Regions from separate parts of the Sus scrofa genome. Here region 2 is linked to region 1. Evidence: chromatin contacts called from public targeted proximity ligation data. All regions are on one chromosome and are shown on one strand. The core of a region is the stretch at or near the end of the contact, and the rest is flanking DNA. Distances in the headings are between cores, read along the strand shown.

Region 1 (3,975 bases), core at 756-3,255:
CGGGGTAGGGAGGGTGGAACCACCTTCAGCAGAGAACCACTGCCCTGTGTACATTCGGAAGGCAGATAACATCAGGCTTTAGAGCCAGTCCTACAAGCAGCAAACACCAGCTCTGCCTCTGAGGAGCCATATGCCCTCCTTAACCCCTTCAAGCTTTAGTTTCTTCCTGAAAAATGTAAATGTAATAGGTGCCAGTAAAACCCATTCTCAGTCCTGGAGAGACTAAAGGGGAAAATGAACATGAAATGCTTAGCATAGCACCTGATATATATTACAAGTTTGTAATAGCTAATATTTATGACTATTAGTTACTACCATACATCAAGTATCGATTTTGCTGGAATTAAAATACCACTATTTGTAATCTAACATAAACCCGCATGCAATTGGATTTTTAAAGAGTTCCACACGAGTTGAGGCTCTTAGGGCTTCAAGGTGAACATCAAGAGCTACTGCTGTACAGCTGAAGAAAGCATGCAAAAGTATCAGGCATAGGATTAAAGAGGAAGAAAATTGTTCTAGTTGTAGAAGAGACTCTAATTGTCTCCTAGTACCTGTGGTCCCTTCTTCCCCAATGATAACAACAGCATCATATTTCCCAAACTCCCTCCTAAGTAGGAGGAGGCCGTGTAAATAAAAGCAAGCCTTGTAGGTACAACTGCTGAGCTGTGTCTTTAAAAGTCTGTTCCTTCTTATTCTTTAACCAACCTGCTGCTTAGAATATGCATGGCCACCGCAGACACACCAGTGAGACCAAGTCGTAAGAACCACACCCAAGAGATGATGAAGCAGAAAGCTGGCAGCAGCCTGGGTCCCACATATCTGTAGTGTGGCCCTGCCATTTCAACTCTGAACTGACTACATCTTGACTTTAAAGAGAGAAATGGATGAAGAAAACGTCTGTCTTACTGAAACCGCTATGATTTTGACTTGCTCTTAGTCACAGCCAAACAGATACAATGTTTAGCACTGGCTTAAAACTGTAATACCAAGCAGTCATCCAGCTAGGGTCCAAAATTACTATATGGCTCAATATTTAATAAAATTGCCTCTTAGGATGCCCAGCTCACCCAAAGTGTAGCCCTTGGCCACATGGCTGAAAATTCAAGATATTGTCCTTGCTCCTTTTAGTAAAGAAGTTTGAGCAAAATTAGCTCCAACTCAAACTAGCCAGTTGCAGAAATGGGAGTAAATATAGTTAAATCTGGGGTCGTTTAAGAATTAAAAAGTGAATTGTTTCTGTATCTTAACCAAATCCTTTTTAAAAAGGAATTTTAGACATCGCAGGAAGTAAGTTTGTTTTCAGCCTCCGTCATGTGAGAGTTTTCTGACAGTGGAAACCAGCCTGGCAGCAAAGATCAGATCCAAGGCCTTGCCTTCCTATCAAGCCTCATTTTCTAGATGACCCTGCGGGGAGGGTCATAGGCTGAACCGTGCTCCCCCAAATTTACATGTCGAAGTTCTATTCCCCAGTATGTCAGAATGTGACTAAATTCAGAGATAGGACTAAATTTTAGGAACTAATTAGGTTAAAATAAAGTCTTTGGGATGGGTGCCACTTCAGTAATGCTAGTGTCCTTAGAAGAAGATTAGGCTGTGCGCACACATGCGGAAGACCACGTCAAGACACAGGAAAGAGACCTTGGGCTAGAAGACGAGGAGAGAGGCCCCAGAGGAAATCAACCTGCTGACACCTTGGTCGTGGACTCCCCGCCTCCAGAATGGTGAGGAAATAAACTTCCGTTGTTTAAGCCACCCTCTCTGTGATGCTTCCTGCGGCAGCCCCGGCAAACTCATACAGGCAGGCAGAGCGGTAAGCAGCACACAGGGGTCCGTAAGTAGAAGACAGGATTTAGTTTTTCAAACCATGAGCACATGAATTCTTCAGCTCTGCTTACTCAATGGGGTACTAAGCAGAAACAAATAGACCAGACAGTCACTCGTTTGGCAAGGAAATTGTATTGCCAAAGAAACCACAAGCCTGGCCTGACAAACCTTGTGATCATTCAAGCCCTAAAGCAACCTCTGGAACCCAAACCCTCCACCAGCAGGAAGGAGTCTGAGACAGAGGCCACAGTATCCAGAGCTGGCCTCAGATGTGGTCTGGGAGGATAATGGCAAAAGAGGTCTCCTCCCAGAAAGTCAGAACCAAGAGGCACCGGAGGCCCTCAGCAGGAGACTTACTCCTTCTCAGTGCTTCTTCACTCTGGTCCAGCAGGATTTGGCAACTGCTACAGCCTAATGACTGAGAAGTGTGTGCCTTCTCTCCTTTTCAAAGAGGAGTTTTTACTGTAATTATGATGTTCCTTCTGCTGATGAGATGGGACAGGGAACGTATGGACCTAAAAGAAACTTTCTTCTGACCATAGAAGGGATCAAGCATCACCCAGAGATCCTGAACCATGAGCTTACTGCAATAACGGGACAGGATTTTGAGTTGACTCCTTTGAGAGCGGGGTGAGTGTCCTCTACCTGCGAAACAGAGATCCACAGAGCTGTTTACGTTTCCACCTGGACAGATCATGGTAGAGCGTGTCGGGTGCCTCTACATTTATTTTCCACTTCTTCCTCATTATTAGACATCCACAATGGTATCTGGGTCCACGACTGCTCAAACATTTCTCAGCTTCCCCTACAACTAAGTGCGACTATGTGATAAAGTTCTGACCATGGGAAGTAAGCAGACATGATGTATGTAACTTCTGAGGTGTGTCCTTAAAAGTAGGAAGCCTCCCCCTTCATAGTTTTTTGTCCTGTTTCATGGACTTGAACGTAAGGTCGGTGCTTCATCCACGAGGACGAGAGTCACATACTCAGTTCACCATGTGTGGTGAGGTGGATAGTTGGAAGCAACCTGGGTCCCAGATGACTGACAAGCCATACTTTTGACCTCTGTGGCTATAGTTTTTATATCAAATAGACACACACACACAGTGAAGTTTTGAAGTTAGACGTGATATATATATATATTACTAAAACCAGTGATATTTTGGCATCCCTATTATTCCCAATAGAACCCATAACTCAGCTAATAGACTGATCTTATGTTTCCTTTTGTCTGTGGGCCTGAAAAAATAACAACAGAATAAGAACTAAAGCAGAAAACTATCACATGATTCTTAATTCTACTTCCCCTGACCCCTTGAGGAAATGTGTCATTCATACTCTGCCTCTGTGTATCGCAAATGAGTCTGAGAAAAGCCAAAGAGACAGAGTAGGAAGCTGAATCAAAAATGGGAGAGATGTGACCAAGGCGGGGTGAATGGTTGAGAAGCAGACCGCGGTGACTCGCCTCCCTGCACGCTGTCCTCACAGTGAGTCCAAAGAAAGGATGCTTGAGAAGGACGGAAAAGAAATTCAGAGATGCACATCCTGAAATGGGCTGTGCCGATTTTCCCGACCCTCCAGGTCCATCCGCGTCCACCGATGATTTCAAAGTGAAACGATGACTTCCATGGATTTTAAATGGGATCCGGAGATAACGGAAAGGGAAACAGCATCTTGTTTGAAACGTGCTCCTTGGTGCACACAGGCTCACGCAAGGACCGTGGCTGTCACCCACATGATTCGCACTGCCATTAATGCGCATTGATAAAGTGTTGATAAAGCCACAGCCACCACATTCCACCTTTCAGTGAATCTGCATTCCTGCACATTGTTTAGAAACCATCGTGGGGATAGCACAGCGATTTCTGCAGCAAATAACACGGATCCTCATCCACGACAGACTTGCATAATCGTTTGCATAGACCCCGTGAGCCGAAGCATTTGGAGAAATATTGTTTAGTCCAGCAACGTGGTAACAGTCACTGCATAAATCAGTGAGTGAGTGGTTGTGAGGTTTTGGAGGTAGAAGTAAGCAGAAGAGACCCATGGCCTCTTTTTAGAAGAAATTACCTGAATTCAATCAGAAGTCATTGCAGTGACCCAAATGAACCCACTTCTTGCTCAGGCCTGCTACATTAACCACATTAC
Region 2 (3,735 bases), core at 350-2,849, 200 kb before region 1:
TTTGGTCCTCCCTTCCCTCCCACCATTCCCCTCTGTCTCATCTCTTACCCTCCTCCTCACTCACTCTGCTCCCACTCCACGGGCGTCTTGCTTTTCCCTTACCATGCTTGCAAGCTGCTCCCACTTCAAATCTTCTTCTACCTCAGGGCCTTTGCATTTGCTGTTCTCACTACTAGGAATACTTACTTCCCCACTACTTTGTACAAAATAGAAGCACTCTACCCTATCTATGGGATAGAGAGGGCTAATTTATTTTATTTTCTCCATAGCATGTTACTAAATGAAAGATTAGACATGTCTTTGCTCATTTGCTTTTGGCTCACAGCAATCTAAGTAAGCTTCAGAGGGTGGGGCTTTATTTTATTCATTTTTATATCTGTATGGAGAGTGGGTACTTGATAAATGAGTGGAAAAAAACAAGCCTTCACAATGTCAGAATACTCTCTGGTCCTTCTGTTTTGTTGATTCAGAAAATTATCATAAACTGGCAATTGTGGATTATTATTATTTGTAAATCAATAATTCTGTTTTTTACTCACTTAGGAGCTTATTAGAAGCTATACTCTTGTAGTAGAATCTTTTCAAATGCAAAGCCCAGAGCCAATCTAGAGTTTAACGTTGACTCTACTACTTACCTACGTGATGCCATGAAATTTACTCAACTCTCCTTATCTGTAAAATGGACAATAATAGGACTGACCCCTGAGGATTCTAATAAAGATTAAATTAAATAATACAGGCATTCTCGTCGTGGTGCAGCGGAAACGAATCAGACTAGGAACCATGAGGTTGCAAGTTTGATCCCTGGCCTTGCTCAGCGGGTTAAGGATCCAGCATTGCCGTGAGCTGTGGTGTAGGTCGTAGATGCGGCTCAGATCTGGTGTTGCTCTGGCTCTGATGTAGGCCAGTAGCTACAGCTCTTATTGGACCCCTAGCCTGGGAACTTCCCCATGCCACCAGTGCAGTCCTAAAAGGACAAAAGACAAAAAAAAAAAAAAAAAAAATTAAATAATACAGGTACATGGCTTGACTCATGCTAAATGTTCACTGACCTATTCGTTTCGATTGGCAGACTCTTTCTGCCTTACCTAACAGAAATCGTTAAGATGATTCTCGGTTGGGAATTTTCCCCCAAGGGACATTTGGCAACGTTGGAGGTGATTCTGGTTATTACAGCTGAGGATGCTCCTAGTATCTAGTAAGTAAGAAGCAGGGATGCTACTAAACATCTTACAGTGCAGAGGGGGTGCCCCTGCAACAAAGCATTATAGATCCCAAAACATCAAGAATGTCACTGAGGAGAAACCTTCATAGATAGAAAACATTTGTTTAATATACGACAAACTCCAACATTTCGAAAAAAGTAAGACATTTAAAGGAGGAATTTTTTTAAAATCTACCACCATTCCTTCTTTCATGCCTGTAAAATAAGCTTAGCGATGAAAATTCACATTCACATTGGCCAATTCTAGAAGCCTGGCCTGAAATCTCTTCTTATCTTTGCCTTTTATAATTCAAGGCCAAGCAGGTGCTGCCACCCACACCCCAGAATTCCCAGGCTATTTTTCTCTTGGTTATTTCAGTTCTGCATCAGACCACTAGAGGGTACAGAAACACCATCAATCATGCAGCATTTAGGTGTCAGACTCAGTTTTCAGTAATGTAAATCTTAATAGAATGCTAAATTATTTCTGGCCCCTAAAATAAAATACCTCTACAGATTTGCAGTTTAAAAGGCTGGATTGAAGCATGTCACCATAATTGTCATCACCCCCAAACCGTAAATGATGGTAGTAATTTAATTCAACGTCATATGTCAAATGGAAATCTAATAAATAATCACTGATGATATTATGAAAAGTATCAGACTATTATGATATTATTATGATAATATTTTATGACTATATTGGTAAAACTCTCTTTGGTGAAGGTTTGGTTATGCTTTAAGTTAAATCATATCAAATAGATATGTATGATTGTTCCTACCAAGAAGTAGGCAAAAATTAAGCAGAAATTGGAACCTAAATACAGACTTCAAGTTGGACTAAATAGCATTATTGTGCTGAAGCCCCAAATCGTTTTGATCATTGTCCCAACAATATTCCATTAGGACAAACTTGAATGACTGAAAAAATAGTATGACACCACTAAATATTTAGATGTATTTCAAGCTCACACACTCAGGTTTAGCATTGAGGCACTGGGGAAAAGATATAGAAAACTTTGGAAGGAAAAGATTAAAGAATTATTTTATTTTATTTATTTTTTATTGTTTTACTTTTTAGGGCCACACCCACAGCCTATGGAGGTTCCCAGGCTAGGTGTCCAATCAGAGCTGCTGGCCTTCACTGCAGCCACAGCAACATCAAATCTAGATCCAAGCTGTGTCTGTGACCTACACCACAGCTCACGGAAATGCCGGATCCTTAACCCGCTGAGCGAGGCCAGGGATCGAACCCTCAACATCACGGTTCCTAGCCAGATTTGTTTCCGCTGCCCCACAATGGGAACTCCTAGATTAAAGCATTATTTTAAAGGGCAGAGTATCCAGCAGTTTCTCCTTTCAAGTTAATATTAACAGAAATGTGGATACAAATATTGCACAGGTGATTCCTAAACATATTCTTATGACACTGAATGTTGTTCACAACTTTCTCTAAAGAGATTACAAAATTCTGTTTGAAAATAATTTTAATTTTCTTTAACTTACATACACATGCACACATACACACAGAGACATAAATAAAACTGCTGTGTAGTTTGACACAGAATTAAGAGCTAAAAGATGCTGTCATATCCAATAAATGAACATAGATGTAAATGATTCAGAAATGTTTAAGTATCAGGCCTTAGGAGACTGCACAGAATAGTGGTTAACTACATAGGTCTGATATCAGACTATCTGGGTTTGAAAGCTATCTCTACCAGTTAACAGTTGTTTTTTTAAATTGAGATATAGTTGGTGTACAATATTACATAAATTTCACATTTACAGCATTCACAATTTTAAAGGTTATATTCCATTTATAATGGTAAAGTATTGGCTATATTCTCTGTGCTGTAATATGTTCTTATTGTTTATTTATTTTATGCATAGCAGTTTGTGCCTCTCCATCCCTTACCCCCATCTTGCCCCTCCCCACTCCCTTCTTCCCACTCCCAGGTAATAGTTTTGAAGCTCTGGGAAAATTATTTTGCATCTCTGTACTTCAGCTGTACAATAACTATAAACATCATGGTATAGTTTACCTTGTAGGGTTGATGTGGGGACATAGGAGTGAATCCAGGCAGAGCACTTAGGACAGTGCCTGGCGCACGTGAACTCTGCGTAACTCTTTTCCGTTATAATTATCACTTCCATTAATAACTAGATCAACCCCAAAGAGAAATTTGTGCCTCTTCCCTTTTTAATTAGCCATTCCCTTTCTTTCTAAAGTATCGCTCAATCTTTTTTTTTTTTTTTTTCCAAGAAAAGCCACAAACAACATATGGACTTCACGGACCTTGAGAAATATGAAAAAGTTGGTTGAGTTTCTGAGCGGTCCGATGACAATCAAGCCAGCCTTTCATTTTTTCCTTTTTTTTTCCCTTTCCACTCCCCCATCAAATGCCCACCCCACCTTTTTTTTTAAAATCAGCAGACCTAAGTCAAAGGAGCAAATAGGGAAAGAAGACGTTATCATTTATTTTTAGTTTTTCATTGAACCACCAGCCTTAAGCCAGGCACAAGGATAA

Evidence for each region.
Region 2: a targeted proximity ligation map of alveolar macrophages shows a contact between it and region 1, with 9 times the contacts expected there. A contact is called at or near these places in 6 of 47 Hi-C or Micro-C datasets (adipocytes, embryonic fibroblasts, heart right ventricle and 2 more) and 1 of 2 datasets of targeted methods (alveolar macrophages).

Annotation. Positions count from the first base shown.
Region 1 is chr5:93,382,996-93,386,970 of Sscrofa11.1, reverse strand. LOC110260804 (a long non-coding RNA gene) reads left to right here. Exons shown (of 3, transcript XR_002344275.1): 1 at 1-3,821. Among named protein-coding and RNA genes, the nearest start is that of DUSP6, 82 kb to the right of the region's middle.
Region 2 is chr5:93,579,650-93,583,384 of Sscrofa11.1, reverse strand. No RefSeq gene overlaps it. Among named protein-coding and RNA genes, the nearest start is that of DUSP6, 280 kb to the right of the region's middle.